Linked DNA regions of Zea mays: region 2 is linked to region 1. A link is a contact called in public Hi-C data. All regions are on one chromosome and are shown on one strand. The core of a region is the stretch at or near the end of the contact, and the rest is flanking DNA. Distances in the headings are between cores, read along the strand shown.

The links. A called contact is a pair of places that touch in the nucleus more often than the background predicts.
Region 2: a contact with region 1 is called in a Hi-C map of leaf, with 9 times the contacts expected there. The contact joins the promoter of LOC100194018 here to the enhancer-like site in region 1. A contact is called at or near these places in 11 of 25 Hi-C or Micro-C datasets (ear, endosperm, leaf and 2 more) and 1 of 3 datasets of contacts at active chromatin or transcription factors (seedling).

What each region holds. Positions count from the first base shown.
Region 1 is chr6:136,753,667-136,758,975 of Zm-B73-REFERENCE-NAM-5.0, reverse strand. No RefSeq gene overlaps it. Among protein-coding and RNA genes, the nearest start is that of LOC109940545, 70 kb to the left of the region's middle. Within about 2 kb of position 2,380, at least 18 of the 20 cell types and tissues checked have an H3K27ac peak or open chromatin away from gene starts, as enhancers often do. A contact at or near this core is called in ear, endosperm, leaf and 2 more, where this site is marked.
Region 2 is chr6:136,907,362-136,912,673 of Zm-B73-REFERENCE-NAM-5.0, reverse strand. LOC100194018 reads right to left here and starts at 2,046. Exons shown (of 4, transcript NM_001139081.2): 1 at 1,600-2,046; 2 at 1-79. The coding sequence starts at 1,786.

The sequences.
Region 1 (5,309 bases), core at 1,131-3,630:
AATGAGTTAACATGGAGGTATTGAGGTTAGAACTAAGGAGGAGAGCAACAAGTACCTCCAATGGATGGATTGCAATCAAAGGAGCACATTAATCAAACGTCGTTGGCTTCTCAGTAGGAAGAAAAATAGTCTTAACCTTGTCCCAGTTCTCCTCGATTTCAATCCCTCCAACACTCTGAGAAGCTGATAATGTTGCCCAACCTCTCTGAAATAATCGAAAGGTAGTACTCTTGATCATGTGACACGAATGGCTCGACGATGAAGGTCATGATTTAAGCCTTGCAACCACCCATCTCAACCTAAAAATCAATGAATCACAGGAAACAGAATCAAGTAATGTAGCATGTCTCAAGGACAAGTTTTTTTTCACACAAGCAGATGCTATACCTCAATCCCCAGCCGCTCCTTGATAAACTCCTTGACTTGATCGAAATCCAAGTTGAGAGCCACGAGACCACTCTTCCCATGCTTCCCGAACAGCATATCAGGCCTTGCGGAGCAAACCAGAGCGTGTAGAGTTAAGGTGGCGGAGGTCGAGGTCAGAGACGATCCCCACTAACCGGTGCGCCCGTCGCCGCTATGCGTCCGCCAAGAGGGCCTCCCTGTGCGGGTGCTTCACGAGACGCGCCAGCATTGCTTGCCCCGCATCATCGAGGTCGAGCTTCCGCGACGCCGCGGCAGCCGCCCCTACCCTGAGCAGCGACGTAAACACAAGGGGCGATTCGAGGAATAAGAATAACATGGCGAGCGCGTCGATCAGGGAGAACGCCACCAGCACCTAGATCGCGTGGCGGCGGATGCACAGAGCGCGAGCCCCAACAGCCTCCGCATTGCACCGGGTGCCACAGCCCCCCGTGATGCGAGCCCTAACCCTAGGAGGAGGCGGGTGGGCAGACAGAGGGGGCAAGAAATGGACATGGCAAGGCCACAGGAGCGGCATGGGCACCCGCCCCCAACCCTTGATTCCTGCAGTCCTCCCCGCCAAAGGAGCCCGCTGGCGTCATATTCCTCCCCACGACGTAAATACACTCCTGGCGGAGGAGGCAAGCAGGCGACGGTGAAGAGGAGAGGTCGGTCGCGGAGGCCACCGTCGGGTGCACAGGCGGAGGGGGCGGCTAGCGGAGTCCGACCAGGGGCGGTGGAAGCGAGGAGAGGAGGACAGAGAGGCCTGAATCTTGGGGACGACGCGGGGAGGAAGGCTGGTGGAGCCGGCCTACCATGAACGACGCAGAGGACGCAGGCTCGACAGCGAGATCGGGGGAGGAGGCAGGGGCGTGACGGGAGAGGGAGGGTGTGGAGGGAGGGAAGGTCAGGAGGGAGACGGAACTGCTCAGCACTCAACGTCATTGGATGGAAGTTTCGCGTCCGCGACTCTAGAGCAGTGTCCACGTGTCGGCACCCGATGGGCGAACATCCCATGAAACGCGGACAGCGCTTCAAACCGGGTCAGGTTTTAAGGAACCTGATGTGTAGGCGAAAGGGTATTCTTAGATCTGAACCACCCGTTTCAATCAAGCGGTCCAGATAAGATTATTGCAGACGATGAATCGGTATGTGGATGATGTCGTTCACTCCGAGAGTTACGACCATGATATAATGAAGGCGCGCTTCAATCCTAACCCTCCGATCAGATCAAACATCCCAATACAATCGATCCTGAAACGCTACCAGAATCTAATCTGAGCCTTCGAGCAGCCGATGTACGGTCACACACCCATCCTCCTTCCTGGCGGTCACCGAGCGGCGACGTCTGCTCCCTCACGGTGGTGCACTCCGGTGAGCAGCGCGACCAGGGACCTGATTCACTAACCCTAGTGCTCCCCGGTGCTCTGCGATGTGCTAACGAAGGCGAACACAATGGGGGGAAACATACCGAGGATTTTGTGGGTAACGCCTGGCCTCGACGCGTGGCAGAGAGTCAACTCCGGCGACGAGTTCCGAAGCCCTGATTAACCCGCGAGCCTTGAAACTCCGCAGGAGCGCTTCACATGCACCAGAAAAGCTCTACGATTCCTCGGCGATGACCCGACGGCGTTGCTCACGTGGACCGCCGCTGGCGGCAATACCTCACGTCTGTCAGCGCTAGCTCTCGGCGGCTAGGGCTTCTGGCGGCTAGGAACTCAAGGAGGCGGTCGACGGCACCTGCGTCCACATATATGCTAAGATGGGGCGATTGGATCGGCCAGCTGTCTCGGCGGGAGTTGGTTACGTCGGCTCCCGGTTGTTACGCGCGGAGAGGAAGGCGCACAGAGTCTGGCAAATGGGCCCGCAATGTCAACGACGAAAAGAAACCGCACGCGCGCCGTGAGGGATGGCTGGAGAGCGGGCCCGGGTGGTCAGCGGGGAACAGGGAGGTCGGGCGTGGTGTTGCAGCTGACTAGTGGGGCCAGTATGTCGGCGCCGAGCCGCATGGTAGGCCTCGCGGCGGGATAGAAAAGGGTAAGGGGCCTAATGTGTAGGTTTAGGCCCAACCAGGTTTTCTTTTCCTTTTTCTTTTCTTTTCTTTTCCATTTTCCTTTCTTTTATTTTTTCAATTTCATATTAAACTCAGGGTTTAGTTTTGAATGCCAGATTTAAAATGTACCAATAAATTTCCAATATAGATGAAATTCTTACTGCTAATTTTAATATTATTTATTTTACTTAATATTGTGTTACTTATAGAAATGTATAATTTACTTATTTAAAGCTTCCTTTATAGATTTTGATTTCCCCTTTCTTCCCTTTTGAATTTTGAATTCAAGTAAAGTTTAGATCTTCAGGTTTCCATTAAGATGCACCACAAAAAATCAGCATGATATGTTTAAATTATTTATGTCTATTTACTTTGCATATAACCATAAAGGAAGAGCACATAAGAATATTAACCCCTCCTTTATTATATAAAAGTTAGGTATTACAAATCCTACCCCTTAAAAATAATCTCGACCTCGAGATTACTACAAACTAGGAAAGAGGTGGTGAAATTCTACTCGTAACTCATCTTCTTGTTCCCATGTGGTTTCATCTTTTGTGTGATGACTCCATTGTACCTTGCACATCTTAATCACTTTGTTCCTCATAACTCGAGTCAAGGTATCAATGATCTTGACAGGGTATTCCGTGTAGGTTAGGTCACCCTGCACACTAACTCGTAACTCATCTACTATAATATAAATAGTAGTTTCATATAATTCCTTTAATAAACTATAGGTTATATATCTTCTAAATTATATTATAGTTTCCTAATGTAGTTCTTCAAATTAAAAGTTAAAAGGAAATATCACCCACGTGCTTTCTGGTAGAAATACAATAATTAATTGGTTAATTATATTTCATAAAGTTTGAATAAGCCACGTGCTATATTTACGTATTTTTAAATGAATTTATATAGTATATGTTTCCATGGTTAACTTGCCATATAGTTTTCTCTAGGGAAATATTGAAACAAAATAATTAGTATTTCATGTCATAGCGAATAAAATGACCATTGATATGGTTAGATTTATATTATAGTTACGAATCAAGTTTTATGTTTGGATGTTTTCCTTTTGTAAGCATGATTTGTATAATTATATTTTATTGTTTGTTGAATGGTGTATGTTTAGTTATTGGTGTATGTTTTCTTTTTATATGTGTGATATGTGACTATATTAGAAACAGAGTTTGTGGTAGAGGACCCAAATTTGTTTGGGGAAGATCCACAAGATACTTTTGAGCAAGGCAAGTGGATTCTCCCTCTATATTTATTATTGTAACCAAATAATACAATTAATAAGATTTACTTTTGATATGTGCATAATTTGATGGGTTTGCCTAAATAGGATTACCTAGAAATACCAACCTTGTTCCTTGTTTAACCTGGGTTTAAAACTATGCTTAGTAACTATGCTATTGCTCACCTTTATCATTACGTTGTCACTCTTTTTAAGGTATTATTGTTCTGGAGAAGAAATTTATATTATGGTTGTTAATCTAATGATTAAACAAGATCATATTGTATTAAATAGAACATGGAGTGACCACCCAGGAAAACGGTGCAACCACGAGTGGTATCATGGCTCTAGCTTTGGTAATTAACTTAATATACTTAGTGCCTAGTGAACTTTCCTAAAATATGGGCAAGAGGGTGCGGCGGTGGTTTGGTGTCAAGTCACGTTAACATGGGGTGGTAGTCTTGGCTAAGGTACCTCACCCAAAGGGTCAACAATTCTGACATGGAAACTGTCGGTACCCCGAATATGGGGTACCCATTCCTGATATGTCAAGGTGAGTCCTCGGGGGGCCACTGTTAAGGATTTCTTAGGCAGTCGGCCCAGCACGGGGCTAATGCCCACTATATAGAGTCATGACCAGGCCAGACCCACCGCATGTATAGGACCGCTGCCTCCATCTAGCCCCATGAGGGGAGGAATTAACATCTTTGGCTATAGGCCAAGGATCCTACAATAAGGACCTGGACCTCCTTGTGACTCATCAAATCCCCAGTCAAAGGTATCCGAAGAGAACATTAAGCCCCAAAGGAGAAGGAGCTCTCTAGTTAACAACACCAATCCTTCAGAAAGACTTTGGGCATGGAAGACACCATTCGGACCTCAGGCTAGGTGAGGTCCCGAGTCACCACGCATCCGGGTAGGGGCGATAGGCACCTAGGCCCCTGCTGGTGTGGGTTGAGCCCTTGGTCCATAAAAAATTGGGAAGACAGTGTCACCATGTCTGCCCCTCAATGAGGCAGAGGTTTGGTGCTAACACGTGGCCAAATGCCTGTGACGTAAGCCACCAGACAATGCCTAAGGAAAGCCTCTGACATAGGCCCCCCAACGTTGAGTGCTGATGTGATGCTTGCTTGCCTGCATTAGTTGCAAGTAAACGTATCCTTGGCATTAAATGTGTGTGGCGTGCCTGTAACGTACAAGTTTATACTGTTACCCGTATGTTACCGAGGCAAGGGCATTGACCCAATGCGCCTTTTGGGTGTCGTTCATTATGACTTCTACTGTTCCTTGTGCGTTACCGAGGCATGAAGGGACAGGTGGAGGGGACAATATGACACCATCTGTTACACCCTACGCATGGCAACGTACCAGGCTACGCCACAACCTACAACAAGGCATGTGTTCCGATTAGGCGGGACAAGATGATAGGATAAGGACACTAAAAGATCACGCATCGCCCAAGAAGGTATACAAGATCCAACGTTATTAGCTCTATCCAGTTGTTTTCCACTCGATATTGTAAACTCTCCTAGGCCCACCAGTCAGGGCCTGAACGCCCTTGTAACGTGCCTCCTTTAGACTATAAAAGGGAGAGCACTTGCTCCATAGCAGGGG
Region 2 (5,312 bases), core at 797-3,296, 150 kb before region 1:
TCCAAGGTTTCTATGTCCGGCTTTGCTCCATATTTCTTCGCAATGATAGGGTCAGAGAATTCCGAGAGGGGAATCAACGCTGTTATATTTAACAAAAAAAATACAAAGAGGGTATTGAGCATTCAGGCTGTCACATAATGATAATTATGATGATAAATCATGTTAGGATGAAAGTAACATCTACATCGATGCTATGAAATATACAAACTATAGATACTAAGCTGCACCATATAGATTGCTGGAGGTGATTACTGAACATTGAGGCGGGAAAATAGAAAAAAATCTGAATTTCACTTTATGTATCCGTAAGATATATAACATCTGCGTGCGAATGCAAGGTCCTGTTCCTTACTCTAGCATCATCATCTCTAACGAAATTGTGATGTCACAGGCCAGCCAGTTTAATACTCAAAGAAGATGAAAGTGAACGGCTCATGAGTAATTGCAATGGTTACTAGCATCAGATTTATTGCCTAGCAGGCAACAAAAAAAAAATCAGCTGAGCAGTGGCATCTTTCTAAATAAAATGGAAAACAGTTCTGACTCCTGAGCTGAACAAAGAAGGCTCATTGTCAATGTGACTTCACAAAGGCAGCATATGGTAGTGGTAGTTACCAAGTCTTTCTTAGGAAATGACACTGAACTAGCAATAGCATCCACTGGTGGTCGGCCGGCCAGTGAAAAATCGAGTAAAATGATGACGAATTTTACACAGATTTAATTCAAGGCATGATCCGTTGCAGGCACACTGTTGGACACTAAATTTTGTAGCTCCCTAACTCCTATCTTCACCTCTCTTTTGGCTCTACGTCATATAGATTCTAAAGTAACCCTATGATCTCTTCTTCCTGACAGGGTCCCAACGAGAGGCGAGATCTAGATTCACCCGAGAGCTCTCTGTGCTGTCGCGAACGGTCCGCCGCTTTACCACGGACAGTCCAATGCCCTACCACAGATGATTCGACGACCTATCGCAGACCGTCAGACATCTCACACATAGAGGTCCGAGGGTCTCGACCCCAGTGAGCTGAATCTAGGGATCATTAGTATTTAGCCTGAAAAGACGCCAACACACACCCCACACCAATTTCCCCCGCATCATTCTATCTCAATCCTAACTCTTTAGGTTAAGGTAGGTCGTGATCCAGCTTTAGGAAAGCATGGTAAACCGATTGAAGGAAATAAATTAATCCAGACTCGAATAGCAAAGATACAACGGCGAGAATGCCAGACAACACACATCAGATCAACGACTATTACTCCGAATCCCAAATCCAGATTACACCGAAAGAGATTCAGATTAGGCTAGCACACCCGCTTAACGACCTTAAGGCTTAAGCACAACGAGCAACCAGCGAAGCGACGAAATCGCCTAGTATCGCGCGGTAAGGTTACTTGACATGCCGCCAAATCTTGCAGGCGTTACGAAGAGAAAGATAGAGGGGGAAGTCGTGCTAGCGCAGTAGCGCTAGTGTTTGTGCGGTTAGGACCAATTGGTTAGCGAGACTAGGCAGTAGCAGTAGCAACCTAGGAGGAATCGCAATTGCAAGCACCAAGCAAAGAGTAGGAGGAGATGGAGACTGGAGAAAGGGTGCGTACGGGAGCCGGTGGATTCCCAGAGGATGGCCTCGCTCTGCTCGTAGTCGGGCTCCTTGATGACGTGCAGCAGCAGCAGGTGGTCGCCGGCTCGCAGCAGGTTGGCCGCCGCCCACCGCAGCGCCGCCCGGCTCCCCTCCGAGAAGTCCGTTGCTAGCCCCACCCACCTCTCGCCCTCGGCGCCGGCCATCTCCTCCCCAAGCTCCTCTTCCTCTCCTCTGCAGGTTCTTAGGTTCTAGATCTTGTGGAGTTGTGGTGGTGGCTTCGCGTGGAGGTCAGGTCACTGTATTGGACTGCTGATGGCGGTGGCCTATGGATGCCAAGCCAAAGGACACTTGTCACAGATTGTACCACGACGGTTTCTGCTGTTTGGTGTGTTTCGGGCGGCTCCTCTTCTTCTGACAAAACCAGACGTTTTTCGTTACCAGCTTGTCATTTGACCTCTTTTTCATGTTGTCATCTCAACTAGTACTACCTCATTTTATAAATATATAATACCTTTTTTCGAAAATTTTAACCTATTATCTTATTCAAAATATTTATTAAAAATATATAATATTTTAAATTAAACACAAACTATCTTAAGTTATAAAACAAATCACAAGAAAATAAATAATAAATTATTTTTAATAAGACGAGTGGTGAAAATATTTTAAAAAATTAACGATATCATATATTTATGAACGGGTGGAATACTATATTATAACAAGATAGATTATATATAGACACAGAGGGCAAGAGCATCACGCTTCGTTTGAAAACGACGGCCGCTAGCTGCTCAAATTTTGTCAATGCTCATCTGCAGTTTAATCTGCAGATGACCGATATGGCCGGGCTGGTCAGCCAATTGGAAGGGCAAGCACCAAGCAACTTGTTTCACATGCACGGTTTTTTTACAGAAAATTCAACTACGAGTACTATATATATACATCTACAACGAAGACAGAAGGAAACGTGAGATGTTTGTACCACCACGGCACTCCAGGTTCCACAGGCCCTTGATAGTTTGATCCATCTAGAAGAACCGACCGACAGCTGGCACTAGATTCCTCGTCCAATGATAACCTGTCACGGCTAAAAACATGCTGCGCTTTTTCTTCGCCTTCTCGATGGCTGTGTAGACATCGAAGATGGGTATCTTACGTTTTATTGTCTGTCTACTTGTGTCATGAGAACAGGTCGGAAGGACCGGATATACACCCTTCACAGGTCCTGCTAATGACATAGCCCCTTATAGGGCAAGGATGGCCCAACACAGCCTTAGGGCTTGTTCGGTTAGCTCTCAATCCATGTGGATTGAGCGGGATTGGATGGGTTTGAATCCCAAACAAGTCAAACTTCTTCACAATTTTTTCCAATCTCATCCAATCCATGTGTATTGGAAATAACCGAACAAGCCCTTACTGTTTTTTATAGCTAGGATGAGGTAAGGGCTTGTTCGGTTATTCCCAATATATATGGATTGGATGAGATTGGAAAAAATTAATAAGAAGTTTGACTTGTTTAGGATTCAAACCCATCCAATCCCACTCAATTCACATGGATTGAGAGCTAACCGAACAAGCCTTAAGTTGGACTGTTTGGTTTCATTTCTGAGCTCGTTCTAGCTGCTTCAAGAATCTGATTGGTTGTCTATGTCGCATCAACCGGCGCTCGTCTGTTTCGTTGGTTGAATGAACCTATGCGGCTAACTCTGGTTTTGGTGCCAGCCGTGGTTTTGGCGTCAACCGTGGTTTTGGCGCCAAATTGTGTATGGATAGATAGTTTTGACGCCACACTCAATATTATCCATAACATGATTAATCACCAGTTAATTCTGAACACTAGGAAAAACATAAAAAGTTCAATTATTATAAATTCATACAAGATTACATTGTCACTTCATACATTCAAAGTTCCACTATTACAAATACATTTAGAGTTCCAATGTTACACAGAACTACAAGTTTACATTATCTTGAACACTAAACAAAAAATAACTACCAATTGAAACATGATTACAAGTTCTCTCAAGTAATACACAAACTTGACTCTTGAGGCTAATACAACTTTCTTTGGTTCATTTTTTCAACCATGACTCCAAAATATGAACTGTAGCCTTTAACTTGCTTCTTCATAGGTCTGATAGAATTTATAAGAACTGTTTTTGAATCCACACACTTGGTCATTACATTCGTGTCATGTTTCATATATACTAGGTTGTTGCCCACAGAACACCACATACTAAGTCATTAGGCCATATAAAGAAAATGCAAAGTAGTAAGCCTCATATTTCAATAATTCTAGTTTGATCTAGGACATTGACAAACATCATCTGATCCCCTTAGTTGGAGCGCATTGACAACATATTGAAAAACCAATATAACATAGATGAAAAAAATGAAAAAAACTCAACATTGCACAACAGTTAGATTGCAAAACCAAAAGGCCAGGCCAACAAAACAATGAGATGGATGGTAGCCTCACCCAAAACTGACAACCAGTCAACTTAGAAAACAACATAACAGGAGGTGAAAAATACCCAGTGTATATAATATGCTCTAGGGATCATCAATAAAGTCAATACATCATAGTTCTTGAGCTACTTCAAACATCAAACAACTGGTAAAGTCTGGAATACCTTTCAGCAGTCCAGGCCATACAACTTGAACCCAAAAGGGTACATGTGACAGTCATAAAGCATACAACTAAACATCTAAAAACTAGTAAAGTCTAGAATACCATACAACAGGACATGTCATACAGCTTCAACCAAAAAAGGTCCACCTGAAACTCACAAAGCATGTAGGTAAGAATCACACAACTGGCACAGTCTGGAATACCATAAAGTAGGTCAGTTCATATAGCTTCAAGCCATGGCACAGTCTGGAATACCATAAAGTAGGTCAATTCATATAGCTTCAAGCCAACAAGGGTGCAGCTCAAACTCAAAAAGTATACAACTAGAAAACTTGAACCAGCAGAATTGCATTTGGTAGCAAAGAGTAACGTAGGAAGTTTCATACAAGCAAAACTCCAACCAGCTCAAAACGAAGGACCAACAGAATCATATTACATCAAAGTAGTTTCAAACACCATATTAATCACATGATTACATATAATCAAATTACATATGGACATATAGTAGCAAGCCGGTGTACAACTTCATACGAAATTACAATCATGTCCTCAGTTCCTATACATACAAACTACGAAACTTGCCAAGGGCACTGTTGGGGGCCTGCCTTACCGAAGGTCCTCAAAACGGCTTTGCTTCGATACAAGAAAATGTGTTTCAAGCATATAATGAAGGACGATCGAAGCTGGCCTTCGGTTGAAGTGGCGTGTAAGAAGCTTCGTCCATACACGCAAGCGGCGAAGGTGCGAGCCAAGGTCGCTAGCCTCGGCATGGAGAATGCTTCGGATGAAAGGCAACAAAGGAGAAGAAGTTCAAGACTTGTTCAACAAGATACAAAGAGAAAAGACAGTGATGTCCCTGCATCATTTGTAAATCATGTGTGTAAACTTTGTGGGCATGTTTATAATTTACAATGAAGTTGTTCAACTTCCCTATAAATAGTTGAACAGTGTCCTACATAAATTCACCTTTTTGAGGGCCTTAAGCTTCATTTCGCTCAGCCTTCAAAGTATCTTCGAGCTATCTTGTGCAAAGAAGCCGAAGGTACGTTTGTAAACTTGTATAATATGAAGGAAGATATATAGAATAAAAATGCTAA